Regions from separate parts of the Siniperca chuatsi genome. Here region 1 is linked to region 2. A link is a contact called in public Hi-C data. All regions are on one chromosome and are shown on one strand. The core of a region is the stretch at or near the end of the contact, and the rest is flanking DNA. Distances in the headings are between cores, read along the strand shown. Region 1 holds the start of ap2s1 (AP-2 complex subunit sigma). Region 2 overlaps arhgap35a (rho GTPase-activating protein 35).

Evidence for each region. Hi-C and Micro-C count contacts between places; a contact is called where the count stands out from the background.
Region 1: a contact with region 2 is called in a Hi-C map of liver, with 4 times the contacts expected there. The contact joins the promoter of ap2s1 here to the enhancer-like site in region 2. A contact is called at or near these places in 3 of 3 Hi-C or Micro-C datasets (liver, skeletal muscle and an unstated tissue).

Annotation. Positions count from the first base shown.
Region 1 is chrLG7:18,476,562-18,483,299 of ASM2008510v1, reverse strand. It overlaps ap2s1 (AP-2 complex subunit sigma), which reads right to left and starts at 2,655. Exons shown (of 5, transcript XM_044204002.1): 1 at 2,497-2,655; 2 at 1,286-1,435; 3 at 656-769. The coding sequence starts at 2,499. arhgap35a (rho GTPase-activating protein 35) reads left to right here and starts at 5,320. Exons shown (of 9, transcript XM_044203999.1): 1 at 5,320-6,038.
Region 2 is chrLG7:18,412,999-18,419,590 of ASM2008510v1, reverse strand. arhgap35a (rho GTPase-activating protein 35) reads left to right here. Exons shown (of 9, transcript XM_044203999.1): 9 at 337-4,518. The coding sequence ends at 814. Among protein-coding and RNA genes, the nearest start is that of LOC122878980, 4.8 kb to the right of the region's middle. Within about 2 kb of position 2,075, the one cell type or tissue checked has an H3K27ac peak away from gene starts, as active enhancers do. A contact at or near this core is called in liver, where this site is marked.

The sequences.
Region 1 (6,738 bases), core at 1,406-3,905, 63 kb before region 2:
CATCCTGTTATTAGCCACTTCAGTGTTTGTGTGATGTCTGTGCAGTCAGTTGATATCAGACTCAGTTCGTAATTAATGATCAATTTGTTATTTTATTGCTGAAGGCTTATTTCCAGCATCACTTGACCTGGTGTTATCTAACATTGATCAAAGTCAATAATGACACACCCTGAACATAAGAATGTAAAATGAATTTGATTTGATGGAAACTTATTGTAGTGTGTTTCGGAATTTGTACTGACTGTCATGCTAAACGGTTCAACTGTGACTCATTTGTTTTGCTTGCAACAATCTGATAATCCATATTCTGTTGAAGACAAAACATTATGTCATATTTATCATGGTGATACCATTGCAAAATCATACAGTTAGTGTGGAGAATACCTTATATGCCTCTTAATATAAAGGAGTATCACCCATAAACGTGAGTACTGAATAATAAACAATTAATTTCTTCCACTAATGTCATTTGACTGCAGTCCATACTTCCCACAAGAATGCAGGTTTGATATTAAGGAGCTGCAAGACAGAAGAGGAAGGGAAATTTTGAAGGAAATCATTAACGGACATTCCTGAAAACAATCAGACCACGAGAAGCAAATCATCATAGTTCACTTACTAAGTCTATATATCATGTGTTGTGTGTGTCAGTTACCTCTACAAAGTTGTGGATTCCCTCGAGGTATGCCAAGTTGTTATCAGTCACGTCCACGCAAATACAGAAGTATAAACCAGCATAACGCCGATAAATGATCTTGAAGTTCCTGAACTGTGAGAACAACACAGATAAAGCCTCTTAACAACTGTGTCTCTCATATTATGACAAAAACAGCAGCTTTACTTGGACTTAAACCTCCCAGCTTTAAAGGTAAAAACACACCCAGTATATATTTCTAATAACCTTAGAACAAAATGCATTTTAAAACATATCAGAAGACCAGGATTCTTCTTTCTTGACAGTGTATTTCTCTAGAATGTCACCCATTGATTGAAATGCTTCTTTTACAAATTGCTTTAGAAAATTGACTTGTGATTTGTTAAAGTAGCTAGTGGAAAAAGCTTGCAATGTGGGACACATGAGTCACCCAATTTTACTGTAAAGTAGCCACGAGATTTTTAAGGACAGTGTGGTTTCAGTCATTATACTGTGGTCCTTGATAGGATTTAGAAAAACGTTCTGGTTCAGCTGAACAAAGTAACATAATGGAGCATGTCACAGAACCACCCAGGAAAAAAGAACCATACAACCATGAATGCATACATATAATACTGACTAATCCCATACCTCCACAAAGTTGGTGTGCTTGGCATCCCTGACAGTTACCACAGCATGCACTTCCTCAATCAACTTCTGTTTTTCATCATCATCAAACTGCATGTACCATTTGGCGAGTCGTGTCTTCCCTGCTCGGTTCTGGATGAGGATGAAGCGGATCTATGCGATACAATGAGAAGAGACAAAAATTAGGTTACAACAGAATAGTCTACTGAAAAACTTGTCTTTGGTGTCAAAGTGATTTGAGACACAGACAATTCATAGATCAGACACAACAATCTAACGTTACTTTGTTGGCTTTTAGCTGTCACTCATTTGTAATTCAATGTTAGAAGTCCTTAATATCTAGCAACATCTTAATCTTGACAAATTAAAAGGAAAAACCAACATGAAGTATCTTAGTATGGACGCAGGCCACCACGAGCCTCCAGAACAGCTTCAGTGCTCCTTGCCAAGTCTGTGGAACTCTATTAGAGGGATGAACACCATTCCTCCACAAGATATTCCCTCATATATATATATATATATATATATATATATATATAATTATATATATATAGATATATATATGCCACCTTTATTGAATCAGGTAATATCATTGAGTCCAGATCTCTTTTGCAAGAGAGACCTGAGTACAGCAGATAGAAAGACAAACAAGGATAGCGAGACATAACACAAGGACATATAGCATCAGAGACACTCACAGACATCCATAAATAGATTTGAAGATAAAAGTTTATATTGTATCATCTGAGATTTATGGTGATGATGGTGGAGAGCATTGTCTTACACGGTGGTCCAAAATCTACCATAGGTGTTCAACTGGGTTGAGCTCTGCATTTGATGTTTCTCCATTCTTTTATTCAGGTTTTTCCTTTAATGTGTCCCACGTCTGTAACGTTAGATAAATACTGGTAGCGTTAGCATTAGCTAACGTTAGGTGAACCACACCCATTTATTTTTACAACATGATTGACAAAGTCAAAATTATTGCCAGGCAATCTATTTGAGCTCAGTAGTAGTTGGTCTGTGGTAAAATATCGTGACTTCAAATCTGTGGCCTTAGAGTGCTATAGTAAGTGAGCTAACTAACAAGCTAACGTTTTCTACAGACTGAATGAAGAGGTTATCCTGCGAACTCTGAAATGCTAGCAAGCTAGCGGTAATGCGCTAACATTATGAGAAGAAAATACAACAGTGTTCGTGTGTGACATATTTACCATTGTCGTCTCCTAAATATGGACCTCACGAGCTCCAGAATAGCACGTTCCTGAACAATTATGCTACGATTTTACATAAATGCATCAGTATTTTTTTCGACCGCTCGTCCGCTATCTTTCCCGAGCTAACAGGAAGTGCAAAACTACGCTAAGTTGCGTTGCATGGTGGAGAATGTAGTTTGTATCGCCATATTTAGAACCCATGGAAGGTAATATGGCACTACAAGAACCAGCGTCCCTTCGTGGTGTCGCTTGTTGAGGCGTACTTTGGATCACATGAGCGTGGTGGAGGCCGTGTACTGTTTTTCTCTAGCAGAAATATTTTAGTGTGTAGTTACCTAAATATGAATTTAAACAAACTATGAAGAAAGATAAGGATGATAAACGTTAAAAACATTTTAATGTGACACTTAATATCACTCAGTCAGACTTATTCCATATGTTTTTAACGAAACTAAAGATTTTATTTAAATTAAATTGAAAATACTATCATCAATATTTCTTATATGAAACAAACCGTTAGAGTATTTTACCATATCAAATGTAAAAAAATATACATAAATATTACATCTTTGTTTTTAAATTTATATAAGTAGTATTTCAGCCACTTCATAATTGTGTGTGTGCGTGTGTGTGTGGTTGTGTGTACCACATTTGTGATACACTTATGCATAAGTTGCATACACAATACAGAATGAAAAAGTAGCAATGTATACTTCCACCCTCTTGAGGTTACATCATTTGTGGTTGTTTTCTGCAGAGTCAGGGCTCAGAGTTTGTTTACTGGTCTGGTTGGGCAGCCAATTTACCGCAGAACATCGCCCAGACAGCTTGGACAGCTTGCCTCTCTGAGCATTCTGGGCATTTAGGGAGTCAGAGGGGGATGGGGGAACTGTGATTGTCAGGGATTGCACAACTGTGAGTGAAGGAATGTGCTTGCCCTTGGGACCCAGAAATATTTCAGCTGCAGATACAGAGAGGGTTGAGGTGGGATGGGGAAAAGAATTAAAATGAAAGGGAATCAGTGAGTAAATGATAAATGTAGAGTTTTTCCTTTTACAGCTGTGTTTGATACTGGTGTGTCCAGTGTAATAAAAGCACAAATAATGTGGTAATCTTTGTATAAGAATTAAATAGCACAAATAAACATATGTGTTATAATATAATAGTTAAATGAACAAAAGTTTTATGATGAGACCTGGCCCACGCTGAAAAAACAGTGGTAGGAGAAAGAGATGTAAAACATAGGCAGATTATTCAACAGAAACTTTGACCCAAGCTAATCTTGCTCTGTGTGATTGGGGTCATGCAAATATTGCTGAGAACACAGTGACTAATGTGATTGGACAGAAGCTTGTGGACTTATTCAAACGGAGGGCAGAGCACCTTGAACCCTGCTTGACTGTGTATTTAATGGTGGGCCACATTTCAAACTGTCAAAGCACACATAGTGCCCTTTATACACTTTTTTAATGTAGGAATAACAGTACTTCTATACTCTAAATGATTATTTCTTATGTTTTGGTTTTGCAGCCCAGGAGGTTGAATACTGTAACAGCTTTTACCTTGACTGTAACGTAAAAAACGTAAAAGGCATTTGTCTTGTACAACATTGCAGACATTTCTCTAAGTATGTGGAAGCATTGTCTTGGGCGAGGGGGCTGAGATCTACTTCAGAAGCTTACATTTTTGATCATTTAGTGGCTGAAATCATCAAAGGACAGACAACTTCATAGTAACTCTTTCACCAAGTGGATGACTCATGGCACAACACATATAATTAGAACTAACCTTTGAGATGATTGAGTTTCTCAGGAAAGGAATGACATATTTTGCCTCTGTGCTGCTCAATAAGGTTTTAGGTAGGAGTCCTCGGGTGAACGCAGAACAAATCTATTACCCGTTATGTAGCAACGGAACATTAAAATCTGTTCGAGGATGACAAATGTTTGAGTTTGTAAGGGGAAATGACGATCAGTTGTGAAAGGAAGTAGTGTGTGTGAGGCATGGGGCCAAGAGGTCAAATGGACCAAAATAAAGTCACTTAATTACAATCAAGATGACATGACCACATTCTTTTTTTTCCTCTCCTACAGCTGGAATCAGTGTTGCAATAGAACAGATGTGATTGTGCCTGGCAACAATGTTGCTGTTTGTTTTGACATATAAAAAGAGAATACAAATTAAAGTAGGCCTATAAAACATAACAATACATTATATTTTATAAGTCGACCATTTGCTTTGACTGTGTATGTTTATCAAAGTAACTAGTAGCTACAGCTGTCAAAAGTACAACACAAAACAACAAACAAAGAGAAAACCATAAAAAAGTGCAATATTATCAGTATAAAGTAACAGAATGGAAATACTCAAGTACCTTTAAATTACCTTGAAATTGTAGTTGAAGTACAATTTACTAATGTGCAGTAGCCTACTTAATTCTGTGGGTGTATGGTTTAGGCAAGCTATTACAGATATTTCCATGATTTTAGTTGATTAATTTGTCCACTGATAATCATACACCTACAGGTCTGCATGGTAGTATAAATGTATGAATCAAACTACCAAAAAGTAAAGAAAAATTCATTTGCAGAAAGAAATGTTCAATGTTTGGGCTTTTTTTCTGATGTAAATGTGTATTATGTGTATTTTCTTGACAGGTTATTTAAAAAAATATTTAATAAGTGTTTTTTTTATCTAATAGTCACCGTTTACATTTGGTGTAGTGATGAACGGCGGCACTAAGCAATAATATTCGTAAACTGTGTGCGTGTGTGTTGTAATTGTGTCCGTGAACCGCTGGGCGAGACACTCTCTCTCTCTCTCTCTCTCTCAGTTGTGTGAATAGGAGGGGAGATGGGGAGATGCTGGATTCGGGAGAAGGTCCGCCATTATTGGGAAGCTGAAAAAAAAAATAGACTTATACACACCGTCACACATTTAGCCTGTAAGGGTCTTAACGTCAGAAAAGAAAACACAACGGTTTCGGACGAGCTGTTGTTCACTTAAAGCAGCGCTTCGGTAAATAAAGGCAGAGCTTGTGATCGCGTTTCCTACGGACTCTTTTATTTTTGACACAACAAAGGAAATAATAATTGGTCAAAACAACGTGGTGGTTGAACCGAGAAGAAAAAACACACCGAAACAGCGCTCTCCAACGCCTCCCCCTTTTCTCTTCGCGAGACGTTTCCAGCCGCGCAGTGAAAAGACTGGAGTTTCAACAGCATTTTTCCTTTTTCCTGACGAGAATTTAGTTGTTTTTTTTTCTTCCTCTCCTCAGACAGGGTGAGAGAAAAAGAGAGATGCATCTCGCTGCTGAAAACTTCAGACTGATGAAAATGAGCACTTAATGTGGGACGCAATGGACAGAAAGCCTGTTTAGTAAAAAAACAAACAAACAAAAAACCCAGCGGAAAATAATCGATGTGAGTGCTGGTAGGAAGTCTTTTTGTCTGTTTTTTAAAAAGTCTTTCACCGGCTGTGAGTCGCAAAGAGCGAAAGAAAGGAGTGGACCAGAGCTGGAGAGAGGGAGGAATGCTATGGTATGTAGAATATACTAGATAATCTTATTTTACACCAAATAATACATGTGCACGGACAATCAGAAGAGCTAAACAATGCTGAAAATATATTTGAAGGCGTTTACCTCATTTACTTCCCCCTACATTGCAGCCTGGTTTAATTTAAAGTGCTGCGAATAACAAGAAATTGGGAGTAAACCCCAGTCCCCCTGAGGGCTGGTGTGATTTGAAGCCCTTTATAGTAATAATGATGATGCATCCATAGGGGTATAAAAAATAAAACCTGTTCTATCATAGGCTACAATTGCCGTGTACATGTTTTTAAATGGGAAGTTTGCAGAGGAGAATGGGGGGGTCTTAAAAATTGATCTTGTCCAAACATTAAAATTGTTTGTACAACAACACCTGGAATGCATTGGTCTTGTCAGGCCTGGAGAACCCCCCTACCCTTGTTATTCCTTGAATATAAGGAGCAATAAGGACTTTCAATTGGTAAAGGGGAAATAGGATGTTTAGGTTGGACTATAAGGACTGTCAAGCAACTGTTTGATGCTGTGTCTGCATGTTATGCTTAAGTATTCATGTGCTCATCAGCTCCTGGTTATAAAGAACATTTAAGTGAATTTTAAATGAGGTTTTGTGAAGTTTAAAGTTGTCTAATGTAACTGCCTAGGCTTTTGTTTGGCATGTTAGCAGCCACAAACTATGGCCTTCATCAGAT
Region 2 (6,592 bases), core at 826-3,325:
TTGGAAGATTAATCAATAATGAAAATAATCGTTAGTTGCAGCCCTACAGTACACAGTATACAACTGAGTCGATTCTTCTATCTGACCATTTTAGAAAAAAGAGACCCCTGCTGTTTCGATAGCCTATTTTATGCCATATTAGGAGTAAAAACCTTTGTAATAATTCGGCTTACATAATAGCATCAGCTTATGTGATGAGGAGATTTAGAGGACACCATCAGGTTTTGATCAGCAGCAGATCATTTGAAGCATCCCTTTTTTGAAATGTTTTGTTAAAAATTAGGTAATGATTTGTAGCCAATTAATTTCACTTCATGGTTTCTTTGTGTTGCCCAGGGTGAGCCAGAACAACAAGTTGAACCTGATGACCAGTGAGAACCTGTCCATCTGTTTCTGGCCCACACTGATGAGACCAGACTTCACCACCATGGACGCCCTGACTGCCACCCGCACCTACCAGACAATCATCGAGAGCTTCATCCACCAGTGCGCGTACTTCTTCTACAATCAACCACTGGCCGATGGCCTCCCCGGCTCCCCCACCTCTACACTCTCCTTCGGGGGAGGAACCTCTGCCTACTCCTGCATGGCTGGAGGCTACTCATCCTCGCCAACTCCGTCCCCGACTCCCTACGTCCTCCCCGCCACCCCTCCTGTCATCCCACACTACGGCCCTCCTATCCACCACCACCACCACCATCAACATCGGTCCCCACCCCACTCCCCACCTCCTACTCCCCAGTCCCCGATCCCAGCCCTGCTGCCGCCCTCCCTGCACCCCCATCACCCCCCTACGGAACAACACACGCTGTGAACCAGGGATCAAGGGAAAGAGAGAAAAAAATAACTAAGAGGACGGATAATGAGATTCAGAGAGGTTATAAGGGTTCAGAATAAGAGATTTTGAAGTTTGGGAAGGAATTGAAGAAGATAAATTGAAACGTGAACAGGAGGTAGGAAGAGAAGTTGGGAGAGATTGAGTGAGATGCAGTATGTACAGGGAGAAACCTACATGTTTAGGAGAAGAAGAGGACCTTTGAGCCTCAGTTGCTTTTAGAAAAATGGACACACACAAGGCAGAACAGGGGAACACTTAAGCGCCTCTGAACTGGCAGTATGATCTTTCTCCCTCCTCGCCACTTTATTCCTTTGTCTCACAGTCTCACATCATCTAGACCTGCCCTCCTTGCCTTATAGAGAACCTACACACAAACACACTAAAGAAGAGTGAGATGTTGCCAGTAACTGTTAAAGGGACTCAGGGAGGGACTCAGAAGTAAAGTGCAGGGAGAATGTGAACTGTTTGTGTGAGTGGTGAAGCAATCCCAGCATAACAGACACACAAACACCCAGTGGCCAGAGTGCCTCCGACAACCACTCTCCTCAATCCCTTAGCCTCTAACTGTGCTAGGAATTTTGGTGGCCGGCGCACATTTTTGCAAACTGACCCAGCTACTGTACCTACCTGGAGGCCGTGGCTGGGTCAAAGTGGAGCAGAGAGAGAGTCCTGAACACATGTTTGTTTATTTCACCACTGTACAGAGGACTTAAGCAAGAAACACGTGTCACTACTCACCCGACAGGATGTTCTTACACATTCCTATGTGTCAACCCCTCATACACACGCACACAGACAAATTCAGTTTCAGTCGAGGCAGTATGCTAAGCAAAGAAAGGAAAAAAACAAATCTCAACCAACCAGATCTGCTAGGCATCAAATTGGAGCAAAGGATTATGGGGACTCTCACACCCTTGGCATTCTGGGAAGGCTCCTCCCAGTCTCCTGTTTGCTCTCTCTCTCTCTCTCTCTCTCTCTCTCTCTCTCTCTCTCTCTCTCTCTCTCGGTTTGAACTTCAACCTCATGCCCCGTCTTTGTAAACACATGAAGAAAACGGCTTCAAAAAGCAGATATTTTAATTGGTCCAAATCCTGATTCTACATTCACATTCCCACTGTCCCAATGCGCTTTATTTGACAAAATATTGGGAAACACAGAAAAAGACGGGCCCATCACTCAATGACTGGCCTTGCGTGTAAGTGTCTGTGTGACTGTCTATCTGTCTGTGTGCTCATGTATCCATGACTTTTTGTTTTACCTGAATTTCCCTGTATTAGGCAGATAGTGGGAATAATTCCAGGGTTGGACCTTCACCTGTCATGTTCTTGCTTCTTTCACACTGTGGTGGTTTTACGAGCGAGTCGGTGCGGCAGTTTTCACAGTAAGGACCTTGTTCAAAAAGCACTTTTCTGAGCACTTTGAAGGCACATTTTAAATTGGAGCTGCCATGACATGACAGCCACCGTTCACTTTATTGTCAATCCACCCTACTCTCTCTCTCTTGGAGCACACCACTGACATCTAGAGGAAGAAATGGGTATTGCAGCCATAACCTCCCTTCCTACTGCATGGGCGTAGCACCATTTTCCTACTGTAGTTTTTGTAGTGTCAGATTCTCTTATAGGTGCAATTGTTAAGATTTTCATTATTGTATGTCAGATAAAATTAACTTTAGAGCTTATGAAGTGTAAGAGTGTAAATAAAAGAACAACAGCAGTTTTAAATCTGGTACAAGTCAATTGAGAATATATAGATTGCCACAAAGCATGTGGCTACATTGCAGTTGATTAGACATGCAGTGAATGCAATTGCCTCTCTGTCTTTTTGTTGTTATTTTCCACTTCACCAAAGCACTCAGCCCTTTGTAGAGGAGTGCCACTTCCCAGACGCCATATTTGAATGGAAGAAAATAGAGATTTAGGAGATTGACGCACAATGTAGCATTACAGGCCAGAAAGTAAGAGTTGGAAGCAAGGCTTAAGCTTTGACAAGTGGGAAGCTTTTTATCGTTGGAAATAATTGGTAACCACTGCTCCAGGCCTCAGCATCCTGTCCTCATAGGACACAGCGTTATGCCTCTGGAAAGGAGACTCAAACCTGCTCTCGGTGGACTCGAAATATAATTTGCAAGAGTACTGTGTAACCACTACACCGGACTCCCCCCGCTGTCACTGTTATGCCACCACATCCCCTAGTCATTCCCTGTCCAAGAGAGACAGTTGGATCCGGGAGAGACAGCAGACAGAACAGACAGTCCATTCATCTGTCTGCATGACTGGAATGGAGCATCACAGAATTCCTCGGCCCAGCCTGCGGTTACCGTAGAAACCAGCGAGCTGAGGCTTGAGGAGAATTGCTGAGCCCCGATCGAGCAGCTTTTTAAAGTGTATGTGTGTGCACGCATGTGTCTCTGTGTTTGTGTGAGCTCGAGAAAGAGTGTGCGCATGTGAACTTATGCTTGTTAATGTTAAGCAGATGCTCACCAAGGTCACTTATTTTGTTTGACACCGAATTGCATCTCTGCATGTCTCCTCAGACAGTCCTCTCTGCCCAAAAGGGAGGGGAGGGGGGGGGACCTTTCAACCAATCACTGAACTCTTAAAGGAGCTTTTATCAGTCTACACTACCTATTTACTTTGTGTGTGGGTGTTTGTGTGTGTGTGTGTGATAGAGGAATTAAGAGTGCGTGTTTGGGTGGGTGGGTTTGAGCTAACATGCTAGCAAGCTGTGCTTGGCAAATGGCCAGACACCAGCGTGATCCAAACAAACGTGAAGGAGAGGAATGCTGTTCTCCTTGCGGTCATTACCCCGCTGTGTAACCCTGTTAGCTCGTCCAGATTACACACACTGATCCTCAGAGAAAGTGTGAGAGAGATGGGGGAGAGATTGGGGAGAGTGAGAGGGAGGGAAGACAGACAGCAAATGGGTGAATGGGATCATTATTTGGGAGATGGAGGGAAGAAGGAGGGGGTGACCACTGGTACTTGTGTGTGAACGCCGGCCAGTGGCGTTCCCTGTGTATATCAATGTGTTAATACTGAACTGACTGTGAGGCAGCCAAAGACTGTTGGAAAAAAAAAAGGGTTGAGGGAGAGATGGGAGGCAAAGTGACAGTTTAGAAGAACAATTGAATTAAAAATGTGACTTTGGTTCAGCGATAATATGTGGCTGCATTGCTTTTCTTTTTCTTATTTGTTTTCTTTTTTTTTGCAACAATGGTGACAGATGTCTGTTAAGTTAAAATGAGAAACAAGCAAAACTATATTCAAATGGTTGTTTATTGGTATGTTAGGGGGTCTAACACTTTGCCCTTTAGTCAGTGGTGATAGAAAAAAAAGTTTCTTTTTATGTTTTATTTTAATAATTAAAAAATACAAAGCATTTTTTTTAACAATTTCTTTGTGAACAATTGAGAGACCAGCCCAGTATAGTGCATGATTTCTTCCCAACCAAGGAAGAGGGCTCCACCACTCTCACTATTTAAGAGATGATAAAAAAAATATTAAGAAATAATGGGGGGGGGGGAGAAAAAAAATGAAGTACTGTAAAGTGAAAAGATAACATCAAACAAAAAAACTGTCATTATTTGCTGAGTATGGTAATTTGTCTCAATGGGAATGTTGTATACAGCAAGGCCTTATGTGATCTGTATCATAGTTAATAAATCAAATCTTGTAAAACTTCTGCTTCTTGTCTCTTTGTTATACATTAGAGTACATTATTAGACTAATTAATGACGTGTGGAACAGGTAAGGAAATCCTGATCAAGTTTGATGAGAAAGGTGAATGTCCCGGGACACAAGTAAAATGTATATTTAATCAGCTTCTAACTTTAAATTAACCACAACAAAGCTCTAGAAAAGCTAGTAAGTGGACCTTGAGATAAGATTGTCTTTGTTGTTGTCAAACTACTGTTTAAAACATCAAGAGAGAACTTTTAAATTGCTATTTATCAACATCATATGAAAGCACTTTTTCTGAGGCAACACTTAACAAAAACAATTTTAAAAAACAGAAAAATGCAGTCAGGGCACATAATGATCTACACCAGTGGTTCCTAACATTTTTGGTTTGTGACACCATAAAACAAAGAGGTGTCTACTTGCAACCCCTCATCAGCAGTCATATATGTCACTGGTTGTGACCAGTTTTATTAAGTGGATTATGAGTTTGTAGAAGTCTGTCCCTACGCACAGCAAACATGCAGGTGTTTTTTTGTTTTGTTTTTTTGTCTAAAGTGGGAGCACTTTGGGGCTCTGTGTCTTGCTCACTTTGACGTGGACAGGAGGAAACTGGGATCCTTACAAACCTTATGATTAATGGCTAATCTGCTCTACCAACAGAGATTCAGCCGCCCTAGATGCAGTTTTTGGGTGGAGGAGCAAAATACACAGCAACCCAGATCTAATTTTACAGAGACAGGCCCTACTCACACACTTAAACACATACTGTACAAGGAAAGTTGGTGAAGAGCAATTTCCATAATATTTTGTCTGTTGTCTTAATCATATTCAACATTGAAATTGGAGCTTTGCAGTACAGTTTTGTGTAACACTGTTGTTAATAAAGTATATAAAATAGAAGTATTTACAGACTGGAAGACATGTGCCAATTAAGTTTTGTTAAGAAGTTTTGTTCCACATAACGTGATAATCTTTGGATAAAGTTTGTTGCTCTGTTCTTTTTGCACGCTGTTGATGGGACACTAAAGCCACAGGGGGCCCCAGACGAGGTCACAGCGGCCCACGGGAACCTCCTGGTTCTGGTGAGAGCGGCCCCAGAAGGGCTCAGCTTGTGCCATTTCAGGGTGATGTAAGGACTCTGGTCCCTCTGAGGGCGATGTGAAGGCCTCACTGCCATTTCATGGTGCCCTCATCTGACCTTTTCATTGAGTCAAACCAAAGGAAATCCATGTCCATGACCTTTGTGGTGCATCTCTACGTTCTGGCACGGGAAAAAAAAAAAGAGCGGCTGATTGGGAATGAAAAGGGCAGGCCTGTGTGCACACAGGACACACGACCCTTGAACTCTAACCTTTAAGAAGTGTCATGAGGGAGAGAGTGGTATGGGATTTGATTGGAAGTCAAATATGGGGATTGTCAACATTGCTTGACTAGCCAAATGTGGGGATGAAACCACTCAGGGTTGTCAGGAATGCCAGGATAGTCGCAAGTATGAAGGGGGATTTGCACAATTTAAATAGTGAAACAAATTAATACAGCTATTAGAGCTCCATTGTGCTCATGTAACTAAATCCCAATTTTATAGTATTCCCTTTTTTCTTTTAATAAAATGTTTCTCCACTGGCATTTTGCTGCTTTTCCTTGTGCGTACGCGAACGCGCCACTAGGAGGCTGACTTGTCCCACACTACCCGTCAACCACTGCTCTGCTGTATCCGGGTAAAGGAGGCAAACGCAGAGCACGGATCTAATTGATTGGGTCAAGGTTTGGATGTCAACAGTGAGACGACGTTTTAATCCCGCGCTCACAGTGAGATGAACGCGTGAGACGAGCATCTGAAGGCTTTTCTCATTGATGTCGAGCTCCACTTTTCCCCTCTCACAGTTTGAAGTTGGAGGAGGAAATAGGTTTGACTAAACTCCAGAGATTGTGTGGGGAGGGGGGGATGCTCGGCAAAGTATAAGCCGCGGAATAAAGACAAAAAACTTAATTTGAAGTCATTGTTGCTCTGTATTAGAGGCGTGATGTGCTTCTTTGGTGCGAGGCATGGCCAAAAAAGTTCTGAGGTAGA